Linked DNA regions of Strix aluco: region 1 is linked to region 2. The links are chromatin contacts, called in public Hi-C maps. All regions are on one chromosome and are shown on one strand. Each heading gives the region's core, a stretch centred on a gene start, on an enhancer-like site or on the middle of the called end of the contact. The rest is flanking DNA. Distances are from core to core; before and after follow the strand shown.

Region 1 (3,615 bases), core at 32-2,531, 140 kb before region 2:
AACAAAAATGTGAAGAAATGGCCATAAAATACAGTTATTTTTGTCTCAGAAAAGCCTTAAAGCATGGATTGCTAGAAGGTGGGAGGATATAAACAGAGAGTGTTATTACAGCACTTCTTCCTTATGTTGTTTTCATTTGCATTCACCACTGCTTGAAACAGGTGGTCTGGCAATATGGTTGATTGCATTTATGCTTCAAGCTTCACCTTTTCTTTTGTGTGCTTTAAGCCTCGGGTAGCAAGACATTCAAGTTATTCCTCAGGCTAGCAAAGCAGGGCAGATAAGCAACACAGTATCCGCTTCAGCTATTTGATGTTCATGATACATGCACTTTCTAAACAGCCCCGTCCTTTAGTGCACTGGTGCACTTCTTGTGACCTTTGAATTGCTTTACTAGTCCTGGTGTGGAATTTGGAAAGATAAAAATAGTAACTGTTTCCAATCACATGTATTTAATATTTATAAAGGGCAATGGGTAGCAGTCTAAAAGCACTGCTCAAAGTAGCATTTAATAATCTATCTGCTATTACGATTGTGTCCAACCTGTTGTGAGGATCTGTGTACCTGACTCGAGTCTCTCGAAGATCGCGGGAGGTGCGTGGCTGCACCTACCCTTCCTTCAGGTATCAGTTACTAGTTAAAACGTGGCAACTCCGCTTAAGCCTGGGTTTCACCTGTTAGATCACTTGCAGGAGGCTTTCCACAAACAGTTTATGTGACTGTATCTGTGAGGCTTTGAGCTCAGGGAACGCCACTGCGGGCAGCTGGGGTCCCTCTGCTCCACCAGCTGCCCTCCGGCCCCAGCCAGGACTGAAGCACGCCGCCTCACCGAGGCTCCTGCGCCACAGCTGGGAGCCAAACGGCTCTCTGGGCCAGCCGGGAGGCCGAAAGGCATCAAGCTGCAGTGACCAAGGGCTGGGAGGGGGGAAATCCCCGCTGCCGTCAGGCCAAGACCCATCGGCGGCGCGCAAAGGCCTCAGCCAAGGGCCGAAGCAGCGCCCCCAGGCCGCGGCTGCCGGCGGCTCTGCGCAGGCGCGGCCGCTCGCGCCCTCCTCACGGGGGGGGGGAGCGGCGCTCCGGGTGGGGCGCTGCGGACCGTGACGTCAGCGGAGGCCACGCCCCAAGGAGGGGGGGAACTTCCGGCCGCCAGCGCAGAAGCCGGTCAGTCGGCCGGGCCGTGGCCACGCCCCCACGGGAGGGGGCGGGGAGGGGGCTGCTGGGTCGTTACATAACAGAGGGGCGGGCTCTGCGCTGGCGTCACCAGCCGGTTCCCAGCAGCCCCCGCGGCCCCCTTATATAACCGGCATCCGGGCGGAGGGGCGCTCTACATTCAGTGGCCCCCACCGACGGCGTCGTATCCTGTCCTCTCCTTCGACACCCACTTTAAGTGACCGGGATCGTCTCGCCCACCGCCACCATCACCATGCCCGGGTATTCCAGCGACAGGGATAGAGGGTGAGTCCGGGGGCCCGGCCGGCGCTAGCCGCCGCCAGCGTCCGGACTCTTAGACTGACTGCGGGGTGCTGGTGGTTGTTTTTTTAGCCGTTTAAAATGGCGGCGAGTCGTGGGGGTTGGGCCCTGGAGCCCTTCTCCGCAGCACTTGCCGTCTCGAGGTCTCCGGAGCTTCGCGCGGGGAGGCCGGGGAAGGGGAAATGCTTTAAGGAGCCCTTAAGGGCGGCAGCTGTGCGTGGGTGGCGGTGTGATCCGCGAAGGGGCTCGGTCCGTCCGCCTCAGCGCTGCCCCCGCTTGTGTGTGACGGCTTATGAGGGACGCGGGTGGGTGGGTGTTTTTTTTTTTTTTTGCGGGGAAAATGGATTCGCCCCCCTGCTCTCCGGGGACGTACCCCCGGGTGCGGATGGCCCACGCAGAGCTCGATTCTCCCTTCTCCCCCCGTCACTGGGGGTGGGCCGGGGAGCGCGGGCTGGCTGGAGGTTTGTGGGTCAGTGGGTTGGCCGGGCGTTTCGTCGGTGCCGAAGCCTTGGGGAGCTCTCGGTAGGGCGGTTCCCTTTTCCTCCCTTCCCCCTCACAAGGGACGGTGGCTCTAGCTGCTGCTGGCAGAAGCCGGCCGGCTCCCGCTTTGTGTTGTGTAAGCGGATGTTAATGGCCGGCCCCGCCATGCGGTGACTGAGGGGAAATCAAAATGCCGGCTGCTGCTGCTGCCTTTGTTCCTCCTCCTCCTCCCCCCGCCCAGCTCAGACTCTAAAATGGCAGCGGCTGGAAAATGTGGCGTAGACAGAAATGAGAGACAAAGGAAACAGCGCTGGCAGGAAGCAGCGGCCACTCAGCCAGGTCCCCTCTGGGAGCGCTGTGTTGTGCTGGGAAGGATCGCTCCCAGCGCCTGCCCGGCCAAAATTGGGGAGCAATCGGGGCGGGGGAGAGAGCCCCACGCTCGGATCCAGTTTAGCGGTCCTCAGTGCAGGGCTTAGCGTGGCTTCGAGCTGCGCCTCAGGGCTGCCGGGCCAGGCTTTCGAGATGAGCCTTTTCTGAACGGAGTGAGCGAACCTAAAATACTAACGTAAAAATGCATGGCCTCGTAAAACATCGTTATTGAGAGAAGTCTCTCTTTTGGGATACAAGAAAACGGTTTATGGGAAAGTTGCCCCAAGGTTTTGTAACTGCCTCAGCTCACTTTTTGCAGGCTGACACACAGTGGGAGTGTCACTTGGGTGGGAAACCATTTTGATCATGAGGTAGTACAAAGGTTTTAATGTCCTTCGCCTATGTGGTAACTTGTTAATAGGCCTTTCAATTTCATTTTAAGGAAACCGCAGAGATATGTGTTACCTCAGCCTCTGAATATGAATTGTAACTAGGCAGATTGTGGCATCTGCAACTTCAGTATGTTTTTTTAAGTTTTGGTATCCTGCAGGTGGGGTTTATAAATCTGAATTGTAAAGTTACAGGATGGACCACAAATATAGCAGTTAAGTTGTATAAGAGCAGCACCAAAATGTCTTTCTTAGATTAAGGTATGATCTTCTTCTCTAGGTTTGGAGCCCCACGTTTTGGAGGAAGTAGAGGTGGACCCCTCTCTGGGAAGAAATTTGGAAACCCTGGGGAGAAACTTACAAAAAAGAAATGGAATTTAGATGAGCTGCCCAAATTTGAGAAGAACTTCTATCAAGAACATCCTGATGTAGTTAGACGTACTGTGGTATGTACCCTGTCTAACTCATGCAAAAGTAAACAAAAAGTGCAAACATGCTGAGGGTCATGGGGCCCAACAAGCATGGATGGGGTAACTTAAAAGAGAACTTTGGTATCAAAGCTTATTTCAAAAAATTTTTTTTTTTGTCTTGCAGCAAGAAGTTGAACAGTACAGATCAAGCAAAGAAGTCACAGTTAGGGGCCATAACTGTCCAAAACCAATTATAAACTTCTATGAAGCTAACTTTCCTGGTAAGTGAAGACTAGCATACTGGTTATTCTTCTAGACTTGATTAAAAAAAAAGTCCTAATAAGTTTCACTTTTCTCTTCAAGCAAATGTTATGGAAGTAATTCAGAGGCAGAACTTCACTGAACCAACTGCTATTCAGGCACAAGGTTGGCCTGTTGCATTGAGTGGATTGGATATGGTTGGAGTGGCACAGACTGGATCAGGGAAAACACTGTCT
Region 2 (3,765 bases), core at 292-2,791:
CGAGGGGAGCGGGAGGGCGCAGGGTGACGCTCGTCTTCCCGCCCCGGGTGGCCTCCTCCCGCCTCAGCCCTTGGTTTTGACGTTTTTCCTACCTCCTGCGAGGCCGTTGGGAGGCACTCGTGTTAAATAACTACAATCCGGTGGTGGCATACGCAGTGTTTGCGAAACTGAAAAACTTCCTTAACGTAGCACGGCGTGAAATTCAGCTTAAGAGGTAATGGTACCCAAACACTCGCCAGACAATTTTCAGACTTGAGGGCGGGCCGGCAGCTACGAGGGGTTTTTTCCCGGGGAAGATGGAGGCCGATGGGAAGGGAAATGCTGCCATCCTGCGGTACCTGCCGAACCCGAAGCCGGGAGCTGAGCGGAGGCAGCAGAGCGAAAGCACTAACACTGCAGGCCCGGATCTTGTACAACATCGCGTGTGCTTTTCACGGAGGCACAACTGCCCGCGTTGACCGCCGTTGTGTATGGCTGTGAGGACTTTCTGTCGTGTGGTAGAGGTCTAGATGTGCTCCTCGTCCGTGCTGTTACCATGGCACGTGTAATGCAGCGTGTTAGATGGTCTGCTTGTTCTCAAATGCTTCAAATCCAAGTCCCCCCTAAAGAAACCCATCTGTCAGTACCGGAGAACTGAAATCTCAGTGTGGTTTGTTGCTCCAGGATGTTTTTATGTATTCAGACTTGCAGGTTAGATCATTAATTATGCCTCCTGCCTGTATAATCAAAGGCACACATTAAGAGGGAGCTGCCAGAGCTGATCTGTTATGTGCAGACTGCATATTTAGCACTCAGTGTGCTCTGCAGCTCCATTAGTGGTATCAGTATTAAAAAGCAAACAATATGTAGCAAGGACAAAGTGGCTTTGTTATATAAATAGGCACCTGAAAGCTAAGCCTTTGCTAAACAGTGTAAATTTACTCTCGTTTCTAAAAGCTTCTTCGATTTGGTTCAGTAATTTTGTGTGTATTTTTATCAGTTCAGAGGAGTTTGGACCTGATTTTTGGTTCAGAGAGGCATGTTCTTTTGTTTTTACATTTATTTAAGGCATTGCAAGGCACACCAGGGTCAACAGTGACTTTGTCAAAACAGGAGCTATGCCAAATAAATTTGACCCGATCTGCTTTGAAAGCGAAAAATCAACAGGGAAATTGTACCGGGCGGGGCGGTGCTGGGGGAGGGCGGCAATTCGTCAAGCCTGAACTTACCCACAAGGTGTTTTAAAACCCCCAAACAAACAGCAGCTGTCCTTGCACCCCCCGCCGTTTCAAATGTGGCTCTTGGCCGGGCTCCCCCCGGGCCGGCGGCAGTTTGGTCGGGGCTAAGCACAAACGGGGAGGCTCCGGCAGCGGAACGGAGCCGCGAGGCCTCGCTGGCCGCAGCTCCCCCCTCCCCCGGGCGCCGCGGGGGAGCCCGAAGGCACCGCCGGGGGGGGGGCGGGCGGGCAGTACCTGTGGGGGGACGGGGCCGCCCGGGTCGGGCCACCGACGTCACCGCGGGCGGCCCCGCCGCGCCCCGCCCCGCCGCGCGGGGAGCGCCGGACACGCTGCGGCCGCAGGCAGCGCCGCGCGGGGGGAGCCGCTGCGCGCCCCCGCGGGTGGCAGCCATGGAGCCGCGCCGCCCCCCCCTTCTCCTTCTCTTCCTCCGCCTGGGCGCGCTGCTGGCGCTGCTCTCGCCGAGGCCCGGGGTAAGCGAGGCGCGGCCCGGGCTGAGCCTGCCCGCTGGGCCTGGGGGGGCTGCGGGCCGGCGGGGAGGGCACTCAGCGGTGCAGCCGCCGGCCCGGCCGCGGCGGGGGAGGTGGGCACGGCTCGCTCGGGGTGCGGGGACGGCCGAGCCGGCGAGGGCCAGGGGAGGCCTCGCCCCGTGCAGGCCGGGCCCCCCCGCCCGCGGAGAGCGGAGCCGGGGGGGGGGGGGGGACGCACGAACGGCCCGGTGGGCTCTTGCCGGGGCTTTGCCGAAAGTTTGCCGTCGGTGCGCGCAGCCCGCCGCATGGGCGGTGTTTGCGAAGCCGAACGCTGCCCGTTTTCCTGCCGTTAGTGCCGGGTGCCCCCCGGGGTGCGCCGGGGTGAGGGGCTGCGGTGTGCCACCCCGGTCCGGCCGGACGGCTGCGTGCCTGCCTCCGTGTTCCACGGAACACCGTACCCGAACATGGAGCGTATGCAGTAATCCTCGAAATAGAGAACAGTTAACTTCCCAGAAAGCGGTTGATAAAAGTAGGACAAAGAAACTTTGGAAGCTGAAACTATGTAGGTGTTTAGAGGAATTAATGAAACATGCTGGATCTTTGTTCTGTCCCTTCATAACATCATAAGTGAGGAGGCTTGTTTTCTTTCTGATAAAACCCCAGTGTGTGTGTGTTGATATCCGAATACCCATGACTAACTACATGCCCTGTATACCGTCTTATGGCATTTTGATCATTCTCTTTCCAGAGCAAAGATAGCAATGTGCACTAAGTGTACATGTAGTAGGTTGGTATCCAAAAGAGACTACAGTTCTAAATTCAAAGGTGAAAGTCAAAGTGCACAAGTCACTGCTCTACACAACCCCTTAAGAGGTTGGTTATAAAGTGTTGCGTGGGGCAATAAAAGCACAGGGAATAGTGAAACTGGTGCAAAGCAGATGGAATGCTGAGCAGATTATTTGTACGGAGGTAATAATTTTAAACAGTGTACTTTAAAATGGGTGCTGTCTACTCTGTGTATACTGTCTACTGAGATGGAAAACTAAGTATTCAAAATTTCAGTTCTGAAAGGTGCTCTTCTTTGTAAATTCTCAGGATCCGGAAACAATGAAAAGGCCAGCTGGCATTTACTGTTGCCATTATACTGAGTGTGACAGAGGAAAGTTTTAGGTTATGTTGTTTGATGGATTGTTCATTGTTACCTGAAAATGCTGGTGTAATATATGGGGTTATAGTTCAGGTTAAGCAAAGCTGAAGGCTTTTTTACCTCGGATATAATAGCTCCATTCCCCTTCTTTAAAAGTAAACACATGTAGTAGTGAAGTTGTGTAACATACCTAGTGTTGTTCCTTCATTAGGAAACTGGAAAAAATTAAACAGAGGTGGTCAACAAAAATTGCTTTAAAATCTTTACTGTAGAGTGTTAATATCTTTGCCTTGGTCTGGACTATAAGGTTGGACTGAGATATCTTCAGGGTCCTGACAGGTTTGCAGTTCAGATTTTGCAAGGAAAACACTGATTTGCAACTTATGAAGTTTTAAGAATAGTACTCAATGAGGATACTAAGAAGTATTTTTAAATACTAAAAGTACTCTTTGAATCAACAGATTATTACTAAATTTTGTATAATTTTACTTGCATAGTCACAAAAACCTAGACTTGGGCCCCGGTAGAATTCAGCCCCTTTTTTTCTCTAGGTTGTCTCATCTTGGTCTCTCTGCCCTGACATCTTGCCTCAGATCAGTATCTGATCTCAGGTTCTCCATTTCTTAGCTTCTACTCTAGTCTTTTGCTCTGCCAGCTGTAATCCCCACCATGGTTTCTAAGTTAAAATCTATTACGTACTTCAGTCCCTTTTCAGAACTAGTTTTCATATCTGTGAACTCCATCCCAGTCATCTCACCTGTGATTAACCCATTTAACTGGGAAGGCTTATGTAGAACTATTAATGTCACTTGAGTAATAAATTTCCATGAAAAAGACTGGCATACAATTCTTGGTATTGAGGTGACATGAAGAACATGAGATTGCTTAAAGATTTTGCAGATTGTGTTTTCAATAGATTTAAGAGTACTGGTGA

The links. A called contact is a pair of places that touch in the nucleus more often than the background predicts.
Region 1: a contact with region 2 is called in a Hi-C map of brain, with 4 times the contacts expected there. The contact joins the promoter of DDX5 here to the promoter of ERN1 in region 2. A contact is called at or near these places in 2 of 2 Hi-C or Micro-C datasets (brain and heart).

What each region holds. Positions count from the first base shown.
Region 1 is chr21:10,815,210-10,818,824 of bStrAlu1.hap1, reverse strand. It overlaps DDX5 (DEAD-box helicase 5), which reads left to right and starts at 1,281. Exons shown (of 13, transcript XM_074847805.1): 1 at 1,281-1,431; 2 at 2,989-3,154; 3 at 3,303-3,399; 4 at 3,482-3,615. The coding sequence starts at 1,424.
Region 2 is chr21:10,671,978-10,675,742 of bStrAlu1.hap1, reverse strand. It overlaps ERN1 (endoplasmic reticulum to nucleus signaling 1), which reads left to right and starts at 1,541. Exons shown (of 22, transcript XM_074847668.1): 1 at 1,541-1,687. The coding sequence starts at 1,607. It overlaps LOC141933222 (a long non-coding RNA gene), which reads right to left and starts at 220. Exons shown (of 2, transcript XR_012626040.1): 1 at 93-220.